Regions from separate parts of the Mus musculus genome. Here regions 1 and 2 are each linked to region 3. A link is a contact called in public promoter capture Hi-C data. All regions are on one chromosome and are shown on one strand. Each heading gives the region's core, a stretch centred on a gene start, on an enhancer-like site or on the middle of the called end of the contact. The rest is flanking DNA. Distances are from core to core; before and after follow the strand shown. Region 1 holds the start of Set (SET nuclear oncogene). Region 2 holds the start of Spout1 (SPOUT domain containing methyltransferase 1). Region 3 holds the start of Dpm2 (dolichol-phosphate (beta-D) mannosyltransferase 2).

The links. Promoter capture Hi-C pulls out the DNA fragments that hold promoters and counts their contacts. Capture Hi-C pulls out chosen DNA fragments and counts their contacts.
Region 1: a promoter capture Hi-C map of pre-B cells shows a contact between it and region 3, with 5 times the contacts expected there. The contact joins the promoter of Set here to the promoter of Dpm2 in region 3.
Region 2: a contact with region 3 is called in a promoter capture Hi-C map of liver, with 2.7 times the contacts expected there. The contact joins the promoter of Spout1 here to the promoter of Dpm2 in region 3. A contact is called at or near these places in 1 of 39 promoter capture datasets (liver) and 1 of 9 other capture datasets (liver).

Annotation. Positions count from the first base shown.
Region 1 is chr2:30,064,505-30,068,721 of GRCm38.p6, reverse strand. It overlaps Set (SET nuclear oncogene), which reads right to left and starts at 2,248. Exons shown (of 8, transcript NM_001204875.1): 1 at 1,829-2,248; 2 at 396-453. The coding sequence starts at 1,901.
Region 2 is chr2:30,176,692-30,180,859 of GRCm38.p6, reverse strand. Spout1 (SPOUT domain containing methyltransferase 1) reads left to right here and starts at 2,401. Exons shown (of 12, transcript NM_172660.4): 1 at 2,401-2,470; 2 at 2,895-2,940; 3 at 3,139-3,267; 4 at 3,378-3,537; 5 at 4,032-4,121. The coding sequence starts at 2,435.
Region 3 is chr2:32,569,597-32,573,855 of GRCm38.p6, reverse strand. It overlaps Dpm2 (dolichol-phosphate (beta-D) mannosyltransferase 2), which reads right to left and starts at 2,998. Exons shown (of 4, transcript NM_010073.2): 1 at 2,944-2,998; 2 at 2,561-2,650; 3 at 1,457-1,559; 4 at 285-897. The coding sequence starts at 2,946. The coding sequence ends at 839. Fam102a (family with sequence similarity 102, member A) reads right to left here. Exons shown (of 11, transcript NM_153560.4): 11 at 4,106-4,259.

The DNA of each region.
Region 1 (4,217 bases), core at 999-3,498, 2.5 Mb after region 3:
GTAGCAGAAAGTGTAAGTGAAGGTTAATCAAGAAACAAAACAAGCAAATGCCTTTAATCCCAGCACTTGGGAGGCAGAGGCAGGTGGATTTCTGAGTTTGAGGCCAGCCTGGTCTACAGAGTGAGTTCCAGGACAGCCAGGGCTATAGAGAAACCCTGTCTCTGAAAAACCAAAAAAACCCAGGTAGCAGCAGCCAGACTCTAATTCTGCACCTCTGAAAGAGCACCCTACCTACAGTACCCCCGCACCTGGGAAGGCTGAGGAAAGATTACATTAACCCGGGAGTTATAACCAGACTGAAACACGAGTGTGCTCACCAAAACCTTCCTGTAGTTACCTGATGCCAAATCAGTTCCACAAGAGAACTTTCCATAACATGAATTAATATATTTTACCTGTCTATTTCATTTTGTACTTCATCAATATGTTCAATTGCTTCTTGCTGTTCTTTTTCTGCAAAACAAGAAAGGGGACATAAGACTCAACACTAATTACAAGCTCCTCTTCCTGATCCCAGGATGGGAACTGCAACAGTGAAGCTCACCACAAAGCATGCTCCCCACGTGTTCGAGCACGCAGTTGAGAATTACTTTCTCATTACCCTACCATTCACAAATTAAGGCATCTACTCCGCTACTCGGAAAAATGCTTCACTCCTGGATTACTTTTCAAAGAGTTTCGTTCGTTACAAAGGTGCAATCATTGGCCTTCATTATTAAAGGTGAATGAGAGGCTTCACCTCATTCAAGAATTTTTCATGTTTATTACTAATATTATACAATTGTAAGAGAAAGGGTGCCAGTGCCAGCTGCCACTTAGTGTGGAAACTAGTCCATGGCCATAAAACAAATTAGGATACTATCAACTGTTATAACTGCTTTAAAAAAATTTAAAGTGCTCTCAATTTGTTATGATTATCAATATACACCGACAAAGACCAGTTAGTCACCAAACTTCCCGGAGTCGTCTTCTCAGACTTAGAATGTAAACCTGACCTTACTCCTTCAACCCATTCTTGATGAGATTGGTCATCATATACGGCCGTGCAGTATTTCAGGACACTTCGTGGGAAAACCCTACTCAAAAACTTGGAGCCATAAAAAGGAGAGGGGGTGTGCTCCTATTTCGTGCCCTTTTGTCCGAGGGTTGTGAAGGCTTTTACAAAGCCAAGTGGGCGTGAAGGGGCCCGATCGCGCGTCTCATTTCCGGTAACCAGCCCGGGCTCTGCAGCTGTCCTGGGCTCGAAACGACCCTCCAGGCGAGGGCTAGGCGTCCTAAAGGCCCCTGAAGCCCCTGCATCATACGGCCTCGGGGCCAGATTCCTCGCACCCCCGGCGCGCCCGAGTGTGGCTGCCCCACGTGGGGTGCGCAACCCGCGCAGCCTGGAGCATCCTCCCGCCGGCTCCGCGCCCCTACCCCGCCCCAAACCCCGGTTCCCGGTTCCGCGGTAGCGCCGGCTCAGGGCGGGAAGCAGGGCGGCACTAGAGGCCCGGCCGCAAGGCTGCGTCCGGCCGCACCATGTGGCGGCGGTGGCGGCTGATGGGAGCGAGGCATCATGGCGGAGCACAATAAAGAGAGGCTTCTCGGGAGGGAGGGAGGGGGAGGAGAGCGCGGGCGGGGGGAAGGGGGGGTCTCCGCCCGCCGCGCAGGCCGCAGCGCCCCCGCCTCGGCCGCACCGCTCACCGCCACGGCGCCACCCCGGCCCCCCGGTCCCGGGCCGCACACAAAAAAGGCGCCGGCTCTCCGGCCCCCGCGCGCCCCCCGCAGCCCCGCGGTCCGGGCCGAAAGATGGCGGCGCGGCCGGGCCCCCGCCGCGCCCGGTCCTCACCTGAGGTCTCGTCGGCCCCGTCGTGATTGGAGTTGAGCTCCTTTTTACTGGCTTTGGCCGTCGGCGCAGACATGGTGCCCTCCGCGATCGGGGCGGGGAGCGGGGAGGGGGAGCGAAGGGACGGCCAAGGGGGCGGCCAGCGGCTTCCCCTCACGCCACACGCGCGGCGCCCGCTCGCTCCGGCCGCCTCCTCCCGGCGCTCACTTGCCTGCCCTCCCCCTGGCTGCCTGGCACTGCCCGCGGGGCCTGACGCGGAGGCAGGCCCGGGCGCGTTGTGGCGAGCCCCCGGCCGGGGCTCTCGCTGAAGGCGGGGAGGCGGCGGCGGCTCGGCTGGGCTCCTCGACTCGCGCCCCGCGCTCCGGCTCGCTTCTGGATTGCCCTGAGCCGCCTCCTCCTCCTCCTCCACCTCCTCCACCACCACCTCCTCCTCTTCCCGGCGAGGGGCAGGCCGCAGAGCGCAGGCGCGCCGGGCCTGCGCAAGTCCCGCCCCCGGCCGGAGAGGCTCGCGCCGTACAGCGATTGGCCGCGGCCGCGGGGCAGGGGGCGGGGCCGTGGCGGGTGGCGGCGGCGGCGGTGGGGACACTGGGGCCTGGACGAGAGGCGGGAGGAAGCGGCTCAGCGACGCATGGTCCTGCCCCCGCGCGGTGCTCCCCTCCCCCGCTCTCCCCTTCTCCAGCCGACCCGGGACATTTGCGCGCCGCGCGGTGACTTGAGAGGCGGGGCCTCCGTTCCCCAATACTCCATCACGTGGTGGCTCAGTGGCTTCCCTTAGCGGGGCGGCTGGGGGCTCTGGAGAGGGGGCGCGCGCAGCCCCTCAAAAGTACAGGCCTTAGGAGTACCCTGGCTACAATCAGGCGCCTGAGTTCTGCACCCGGGCACCTTCATTTTTTTCTAGATGGAGAAGCTGGGGACTCAAACTCTAGGCTGCTGTGCAGAGCCACACGCAAGCAGTTCCTCTATCCAGTTTACACGCGGGACCGGGTTTATGCATGGGCCAATTCAAGCCTCTGCCCTCGGTTCTGAATTTTTAAAAATCTGTTACATATTCACACTCAAAAGAACCACAGGAAAGTTCTCTGACTGTAGGAAGGACCTTTCTGCCACAGGTCCTTCTGCTCAACTTCGTACAGGTGTCCTGATCTCAGTGGTGAGGGAAGCACATTTTTGGTGATGACAAATGGGGAAATGTTTAAAAGTCAAAGGCTAAAACAGTAAAACAAACAAACAAACAAACAAAAACAGCTTTAGATTATTAAAAAGTCCTTAAGCACTATGTCGGAGGGATTTAATGGTTAAACACTGTTTTTCAGGACTTGAAAAGATAGTTCTCTGTCTACCTGGATCCCAACACGTGGTCCTGGAAATCCAGAAAGCTCTCTACCTGGTTCCTCTACCACTAGAGCTTGAACTATCCATACTCTCAGTATTCCCGTTTTATTATCAGCTCTTATACATAAAGCAATGTGGCTTTAAGTCAAGTCATTCATGGTGGGTAGACAATAAATGTAAAATACATCATATATATATATATATATATATATATATATATATATATATATATATATATATATATATACAGTCCATGGTGAGAGAATACAAATGTGCTCCTCCAAGTTTCCATCTCAACTCCAGGAAATTCAGCTAGGCCTTCCTGGTGGTGCACCTTATGCTCAAGTCGGTGAATTAATTGCACTCATCTGTTGCAATTGGTAAGCTTAAATCTGGCGACAACCTCTAAGGACCTCTAACCCACACAGCTCCCAAGCCTAGAGACCTCCAACACAGGCAACTGTGGACAGGCTTCTTAAAGAGGGAACGGTCTGACAAAAAGGAGAGCTATAAACTGTGACTAACATTTGCTAAAACTCAGGTGATGCCTTCACCAGGAATGATTCCTGATAGCCCTGTGAGGTCCTGGCACACAGTAGCAAAGAAATTCCACAAACAAAACAAGGACTTAGGCTGAGGCAGAGGCTAGCCTGGGCTACAGTGTCTAAGTGTCTAAAAGTAAAAGGGCTAGAGCATTAGCCCTTAGCACTCCCATACCAAATCACTACCCTAGGCTCCTGCTGCATTTGGCTGTATTTTCCTGTAACCCTCATAAGATACAAAGTAACTTTTACAGATAATCTTAGGGTTAAAAAACAGGGCTTGGATCCTAAGAGGCAAGTTCCCTATCACTCAGCCACGACCCCTGCCTCAAACTCTTCCAAAACAAGATACTAAGTATATTTTACAGATAAACTAAACTGGGTTAAGTAATGGGAATGGATCCCCAGGTCTAGTGCCTGATAAACTGTCATCTGCCAGGCAGCCCCACCGGCAACTCAACTTTACAAGAGAAGGAACCAACATAAACCAGTTATTTTCTTTTTCTGGGGGTTGGGAG
Region 2 (4,168 bases), core at 1,152-3,651, 2.4 Mb after region 3:
AAACCCTGTCTCAAAAACCAAAAAAAAAAAAAAAAAAAAAAAAAAAGTCTGACTCACTGGTTAAGGGCACCGACTGCTCTTCCAGAGGTCCTGAGTTCAATTCCCAGCAACCACATGGGGCTCACAATCATCTATAATAGGATCCAATGCCCTGTTCTGGTGTGTTTGAAGACAGCTACAGTATACTCATATACATAAAATAAATAACTAATTCTTAAAAAAAAAACAAACAAACAAACAAACAACCTTTGAGATGGATGGACGCTGCATGGGGCTAGCCATAGAGGCAGCCAGACTGCTGGGGCCAGAGAGTAGCTGGTACTAGCGTGGAGTGGTGTCTTTCTTACATTGCCCCACTACGAAGGCCTGTGTGGGCTTCACAGTCCATGCCTCCCCACATCGCACCTCAAAGAAGTAACTTGGGATGCTGAGGAGATTGTTCTGTGGTTAAGATGACTGGTTTTTCTTCCAGAGACCTGGGTTCAGTTCCCAGCACATACATGGTGTTTTACAATCTACTATAATTTCAGTCCCAGGGGATCCATTTGCCTCCTCAGGCACCAGGCAAGACTCTGGTGCACACACATACATACAGACAAAACACTCATATAAATAAAGTCAAAATTCACACAGCAGGGTGCCCCACACCTGTAATTTCAGCTCCTGGGAGGATAAGGCAGGAGGATGGACATTATCTCAAAAAAACAAACCAAAGCAAGCAAAACAGACAAAAAGAAAGTATGACTAAAAGAGTGATGTAAACTGTAGTTGGCGGTAATAATGTGTCAGGATTGTTCCTCAACTGTAACAAAGTATCGGATCATTGTAAAATGTTAATACAAGCCGGGTGGGCGTGGTGGCACAAGTCTTTAATCCCAGCACTTGCTCGGCACACGCAGGAGGATCTCTGAGTTTGAGGGCATCCTGGTTTACATAGTAAGTTCCAGGACAGCCAGGGCTATATATTAAGGCCTGTTTCAAAAACAACAACAAAAAGTTAATATAAAACTATCAGGCAGAAAAGTTTTTTGGGGAGGAACCTGTTGGTGTTCTGGGTTATACAGGAGAGCAAAGAAAAGGAGACACTGCAGGACCTGTTAGGCTTCTCAGCAGCAGGGGCTCATCCTCTCAGGCATTGAACTTCACATATTTACCATTTTGCAGACCCTCCTTACTGTTACACAAAAGGTACTTGTAGCAAGTCAATTTCTGTATACCAAAACCTGCTACCTTATCTAGGCTTCTCTGAAGGAACCCTACCTAAGCAATACTCAGGCATAACCTACATTCCCAGGCATACCTAAGCAAGTCCCAGGAGACATCCTGGTTTGTCAGGTATGTCTCAGGACTAAGTTATGCAAAGGCTCTGAGAATCCTTGGAAGAGCAACCCCATAAAACCTCAGACAACAATCAATAACTTTACAAAAGGCTTCTTCAAACCCTAGGTACAATCCCTCTGGAATTCATGCCAGATACAATGGCTGCTATTATAGCAGCAGCTAAAAGTCTTCTGCAGGGACTTCTTTCAGTCCTATCTTCTCATTCTTTACTTAAAATGATTTTAAAGTAGACACAGAATGTTGATCAGTGATTTGCATGCTGGAGACCTTGGATTTGATCCAGGGCTGCCAAAAATCAATCAATCAATCAATCACAGCACTCAGGTGGTTGATGGAAGATTGAGTTTGAGGTCAGTCCAAGCTACATAGTAAGACCCTGTATCAATTTCTTTTTTAAAAAATTTAAAGTACTACATGCAAACAAATGAATTAAACTGATAAAGAATAAAGTCTGGGGCTGGCAAGATGGCTCAGCGGGTAAGAGCACCAATTGCTCTTCCAAAGGTCCTGAGTTCAAATCCCAGCAACCACATGGTGGCTCACAACCATCCGTAATGAGATCTGATGCCCTCTTCTGGCACGTCTGAAGACAGCTACAGTGTACTTATGTATAATAATAAATAAATCTTTTTAAAAAACCAAAAGAATAAAGTCTGGACGAGGCTGGGAATATAGCTCACTGGTGGAGCACTAAATTTAGCACGCGTCGGGCCTTAGCTGGAGTCCCAGGAAACTGAATGGATAAATAAAAAGAAAGTGCAAATGAACTGGATAAAGGTAGTCTTTTGTAATTTCCAATAGGGTGCCCTTACATAAAACATGGAAGCTAAATATCACCAGGGTACCTAACAATGGAAAGGGCGGCACATGAGCCTTACTGGGTTCGGACAGCGTAGTGCTGCGAACTCGTTGCCCTGGAGACAGGGTACCAACGCAGCAGCCTCCGCACTCGCACGTGGCGTTTCTGAGCTCCGCCTCAGCCTGGCACCCAGGACACGCCCCACTCTCCGCTGGGCCTCTGATTGGGCAGCTCCGCGGAGGTGTGGCCGGAAGAGGCGAGGCTAACTGGCAGGCGCGCGGTGGGCCTGGAAACATGGCGGAGCGCCCGAGGAAGCGTCCGTGTGGTCCGGTATGTGCGGACCGATGGGTTCCGGGCTAGGCCTGGAATCTGCAGCGTGTCACAGTGGTGTCGGCCCGGGTCTTCTGCTCTCTCCTCTCCCCTCGCCCCTCTCCCGTAGCCTGAGCTTGCAGAGTTAGCTGGTCCGATCTACATTCATTCGCGGGGCGACGGTGTCTTGAGTCCTCTCCTGGCTTATTTTCTGATTCCTAGGGCGACTTTATGGCCATACCTGTCTTCCCCTTGTCTCGGTTTCTTCTTTTGCCCAATGGGGATTCATTCCTCAGCTTCCCGGATCTGATCCCAGGCTTTGTGCACGGCGAGTCCCTGTGTACTTCTACCCTGGTTTGAGAGAGTCAGATGGCGGGAGGCCCGATGGGATGCGCCCCTCCTATGTGTGACCGGTCAGCCTCTCAATCTTCCTCCTTACTTGCAGGGTGAACATGGCCAAAGGGTTGAATGGCGAAAATGGAAACAGCAGAGTAAGTAAAAAGCTGAGGCCGGGTTGGGCAAGCGCACTGAGCCCTCCCTTTCCACAAACCAGCTAATGGCCCGACGAGCCCTCTTTGGGTCTCAGTGTATCCAAGTGAGTGGTGGCAGCCTCTCCAGAGCCTAGGCTAGCCCAGCGAGAAGGAACTCTCCTCCCCATGTCAAGTCCTTTCCCTCCAATAATTCTCCAGAAAAAGAGGAGAAAAAGAAGTGGAAGGACCTCAAGATAATGAAGAAACTGGAGCGGCAGCGTGCCCAAGAGGAAGAGGCTAAACGCCAGGAAGAGGAGGAAGAGGCGGCGGCCCAGAGGAGCAACCAAGGTAAGCAGCTGGGTCGTGAGGTAAGTTGAATCTCTGAGCCATGGGGACATGCAAGGGAGGGAAGGTCCACAGCCTGTCAGGCTGACAGGAACATCCCCTGTCCCTGCTAGGACGGCCTTACACTCTGAGTGTGGCCCTGCCAGGCTCCATCCTGGACAATGCCCAGTCACCTGAGCTCCGCACCTACCTGGCTGGCCAGATCGCCAGAGCCTGCACCATCTTCTGTGTGGATGAGATTGTGGTGTTCGATGAGGAGGGCCAAGATACCAAGTGAGAGTCTCTGGGGAGTGGGGAGGACCAGCAGGGGTGGCCATGGCTTTGTCCTGCTCCTTGTCACCTGCCTGGCTGCCTGGAAGGAGCTCTCAAAGGCAGCTGCAGACTCACTTTTTCTCACCCTTGGTGCTAGAGAGTGGACTCAGGGTTTTGCCCATGGTCTGTGCTGAGGCTCAGCACTTGGATGGTTTGGGTTGTGTTTAGCATTTCTTTATGGTGCTTGTGTACAAACACCAGTGTGGTTCTGGAGACCAGAAGGCCACTTGAGCTGAGCAGTGGTGGCACACGCCTTTCATCCCAGCACTCAGGAGGCAGAGGCAGGTGGATCTCTGAGAGTTCAGTGCCAGTCTGGTCTACAGAGCAAGGTCTGGGACTGCCAGGGCTATGCCAAGAAACCCTGTCCCCAAAAACAAATGAAAAAGAAAGAAAATAAAAAAAAAAGTATAATAAGCCCAGCACTTGGATCTTGAGGTCTGTCTTAATCTTTCCAGGAGTGTGGAAGGAGAATTCAGGGGAGTTGGCAAGAAAGGGCAGGCATGTGTCCAGCTGGCCCGCATCCTACAGTACCTGGAGTGTCCACAGTAAGTGTGAGGTGAGGGCAGTGGCTGGGAGGCAGCCTCCCCAGGAT
Region 3 (4,259 bases), core at 1,749-4,248:
GGGATATAGAGTCAAAAAGATCAGAAGTTCAAGGCCACCCTCAGCTATGTAGTTTAATGTCAGACTGGGCTACACTAGGCCTTAGCAGATGCGCCAGGCTTCTGATTCTCCGCTGTGACATTTCCCGAGTAAGAATCATATCTATCCCAGTTCCAGTTTTACCCTGTGTCTGACATAGGGACATCGCAAATGTACAACCTGAGGTGCCCTCATTGCACAACTCAGTAGCATCTGAGCCTCCTCTAGCCAGTTTCCCCAGAGCAAGGATGGCAGAGAGACAAACACCAACGCAATTAACATTTATTTGTAAGTTTTCCCAAACAGGCCAATTGTGGTCTAGTGTGGCTGCCTGGATGTAACCCTGTGGTTCTGGGGTTTGTCAGTCTTTCCCCAGGGCTTCCTGGGTCCAGAAGTCCTCATGGAGCCTGGGAAGTGTCAGACTCGGAAGAGCTGCCTTGTGACGGGACAGGACTTGTACAGAGAGGCGGGAAGGCCTGCTCAATCCATCAGCACAGTGGGAGGAGCACAGAGGTGAGAGGAGAGAACTCGGTGGAAGGGACAGGGAGCTTTGACTGTGAGATGGACAGGACCAACCAGCAATGTTCAGCCTCTGAGCCTAAGGGAAGTGAGAGGCTTCCCAACCCACCTTTCTCTTGGCTTCTAAAAGGATGACCAAGAGAGAGAGGGCTCCAGGTTGTCAAACTGAGAAGAAAACAGCCCCATGTCCCAAAGAGGGCTGCAGTGCAGCCAGCTTGACCATCTTGTAAGCTGTGACCCTTGGTCCCTTTTCTGGAGGAGATATGGAGAAGGCCCCTACAGCCTCATCCCTGCTGGACCTTCACTGAGCCTTCTTGGTTATCTTCTGGCTCTTCAGCATCACATAGGTGATGAACAATCCTGTAATACACAGAATAGGAGGGACTGGGAGGATTGGAGTGGAAGCTAGGTGGCCAGGCATGCAAGGTCAGGCTCCCAACCAACCCCCCTAGGGGTGCATCTTTGCAGTCATTCACTAGGTCACACAGCCACTGAGGGTCAGTTAACTATCACCAAAATGGTGCAAGGCTAACCACCTGTGCATCATCCGGCCATGTGGTTCCTCAGTCAACCCAAGCACTCTTTTAGGCTCCTGGGCTAGAGCTTAGAATAGCGTAACAGCAAAGACACAGTTCCCAACCCACAGAGCCGTAAGAGATGCCAGGGTGACTTGAGGCAGGAACATTGAAGAGATGAAGATGAAGCTGAGACAGGAAAGAAAGGGGAGCCATGTCCTCATTGCCCCAGGAACCTGAAAACTGGGAACACCACTAGAGGAGCTTCTGCCCGTGGCCTTTAAGGAATAGGAAAGCCCCGGGGAGCATTGGTGACAAGGAGAGTCTAAGCAGATGTACAGCAGGTGCCAGCATGTGGAAGCACGCTGCCTTCCAGACACCCTGCCCCAGATCGGGAGACTTACCCACAAATAGGAGCAGCAGGAGGCCTGCGGCCAACGGGAGGAGGACGGCGTAGGCGCGGGGCAGGAAGTATTTGTGGATGACATGCTGGCTGTCAATGAATGGCTGGCACCAAGGGCAAGAGCTCTGGTGAGTACTGCTCACCTTACTCAGCCCCAAAGGGAAGCCGTCCCACCTCCCCCTGGCAGCACTGGATACTGAGGGCCCACCTTGATAGCATCCCCAAGCGTGGATATGTATCATAACAAGAGACCCACCATATTGTCTCTGTATTGTTGAATACTGCCTGGGCCTTGTGAGTGCTGGAAACCATCCTTTTTGATTTCTGAGGCCCTGGCTGACCTCACCAAGCTGCCCTCCCCCCTTCTTCTGCCTTCTGAGAACTCTAGGTCTTTTAAAGAGGTCTTTATTTTTTGATCATGCATTTGTGCCTGTGAGTCCAGGTGTACTTTCATCCAAGCCCTGGATCTCCAATCTAACTCCTAACACAACTTAAGCAGCAATGGCGTTCCGTTCCAGGGACTTTTGCTGGGTCTCCTGGAGCTGGAGTTACAGATGGTTGTAGCTGGCCATGTGGGTGCTGGAACTTGAACCCCAGTCCTCTGGAGAATCAGCCAGTTCTCTTCATCACCGAAGGTCAGCCCACCTAACTTTCCTCTCTGAAGGATACCAAGTACTGCAAGATGCCCCTTTCCAAGCACAGTGTACTTTAAAACAATAACTAACAAAATTTCCCACATTAAAGAGAGAGGCAGAGAGAGAGAGAGAGAGAGAGAGAGAGAGAGAGAGACTTGAGATGTTAATAAACTCCACCGGCGACTGCTACACCCAGGAACCTGCTGGCTAACCAGGAGGACAAACACAAAATAAAGCCTCACTGTGCGGCAGTTCAGAGGCTGAGAAACAGCCTTCTCCCCGAGTCTTAGCCTCCTCATCTATAAAATGTAGACACCATCTGCAAGCACCATAGTGTAGATTTCGTGAGATTAGAGCTAGCTAAACATCCAGACGCTGGCACACAGACGCTGATTAAGTCGCGTTAGGAAACTGGCTTAGAGATCCAGAGCAAAATGAAGGTGAGCGGGGTGGGGGTGGGGCACACATACCAAGAGAATCACCCAAGTGGTGTAGTAGGTGAAGATGATCAAGCTAACGGCGACAAGGCCAAATCCTACTGCTTGGTCTGTCCCGGTGGCCTGGAGAAAAATAAAGGCTCAGCAGGCGAGATGGCTCGTGTACAAGCACTAACGGAGGGTCGGAGCAGCCGGTTTACACTCCAAACCTCTCATTCATTTAGAACCACGGAGGGCTTACTAGAAGTGGCTCTCGGGTTTAGAAAGCCACGTCAGGCCTCGTGTCACCTGTCTGCAAGCGGTGGAGAGAGCGATCTGGGTTTGGAGAGCCCAACTCCATCTCCCAAGGAGACTCTTACTCAGAGCCCCGACCCCTGGTACCCTCAAATCACACATGTACTCCACCCCAGGCTCACCATCTCTCCAGCGTTCCGCCGGAGCAACAAAATACATCCGGTTCCTGGTTTAGGCCTTTCCGGCTTGTAAATCACGTGACACGCGGAGACTCGTCTGAGCTGACGTGCGGGCACTTTTCCCCGCCCTCCAGTGCATGTCGGGAAATGTAGTTTCTGCAGGGAACTGTAGGGCCGGGAGCTCAGACTTTCAGGTTTTTGTGGCTACATCCCTGTCAGACCCTTCCCAAACAATAATCATTTAAACATTATCCTACAGTCCCAAGCCAGAGTGAGATGTACCCCAGAGTTGGAAGTCCCGGAAAGGGATAGATCATAATGAGTTGGTTGTTGAAGCAGACATCAGAATTCAAAGGCTCTACATTCTGGCCTTGAAACTGTTAATGGAAGAGTCTGTATAGAATGACCACCACTGGCCTGGCCTATGAGAATTTCCACTGGTTGGCTTCCTAGGGAACTTTCTAGGCTTCCCTTCATTGTCCACTGCCAGAGGTTTCAGAATGGCCCTCTTAGAACCAAGGGGCGCTGGGCCAAATTATCTTTCATGCTTTTCTTCTGTTTCTCACCCAGAACACTACTCTCATGGCATATGGGGCTAGCTGCTGTAGATCCATTCTTCTCCAAATGCTACACCATGCAGGTTATCCATTTCTGCAACCAGAGGCAACAGCTCCCTCTTTGTGCCCTGACAGGTATTTTTAACCAGTTTCTTCGATGATTAGGACCAAAAGTGGGGCTTTAAGATCCCCGAATTGATGCTGGGCATGGTGGTGCATTTCTGTAGTCCCAACACTCTGGAGGCATGAGGAGTAGTAGGTCTCCTTAAACCTCATGGCTAAAGGAAACCTTATAAATACCAAATAAAAACGTTTTATTCTTTCCCCAAAACCAGAGTGAGACACCGTCTCAAACAAGAAGAGGTTCAGGAGTAACAGGTGTTCTCCGACCTTTGTCAAGTGCCCATTCATATTCATACAAACATGTGTGGACATATATGTAATATGTATGTGTGTGTTTGTGGTGAGCATTATGACTGGGGTCAGACTGGAGAACACTAACCTACTTTCCCCAGCATGTCATCTTACACATACATGGCTAACTCCTGTTAGCAGCCCCCAAGTCAACACGGTGATGAGAATGAAAAGAAACACCAACAAAAAGCAGTAACAAAAACATCGGCATTTAATTCCACCCCCAAACCAAACATTGACACTAGGCTGATTTCCCCATATGACATAATTTTCTATTATAAGCTGAGACAGATATGAACAGCCCACGGAATGGGGTGCAGTGGTAACCTGGTTAGAAAGGAATAACAC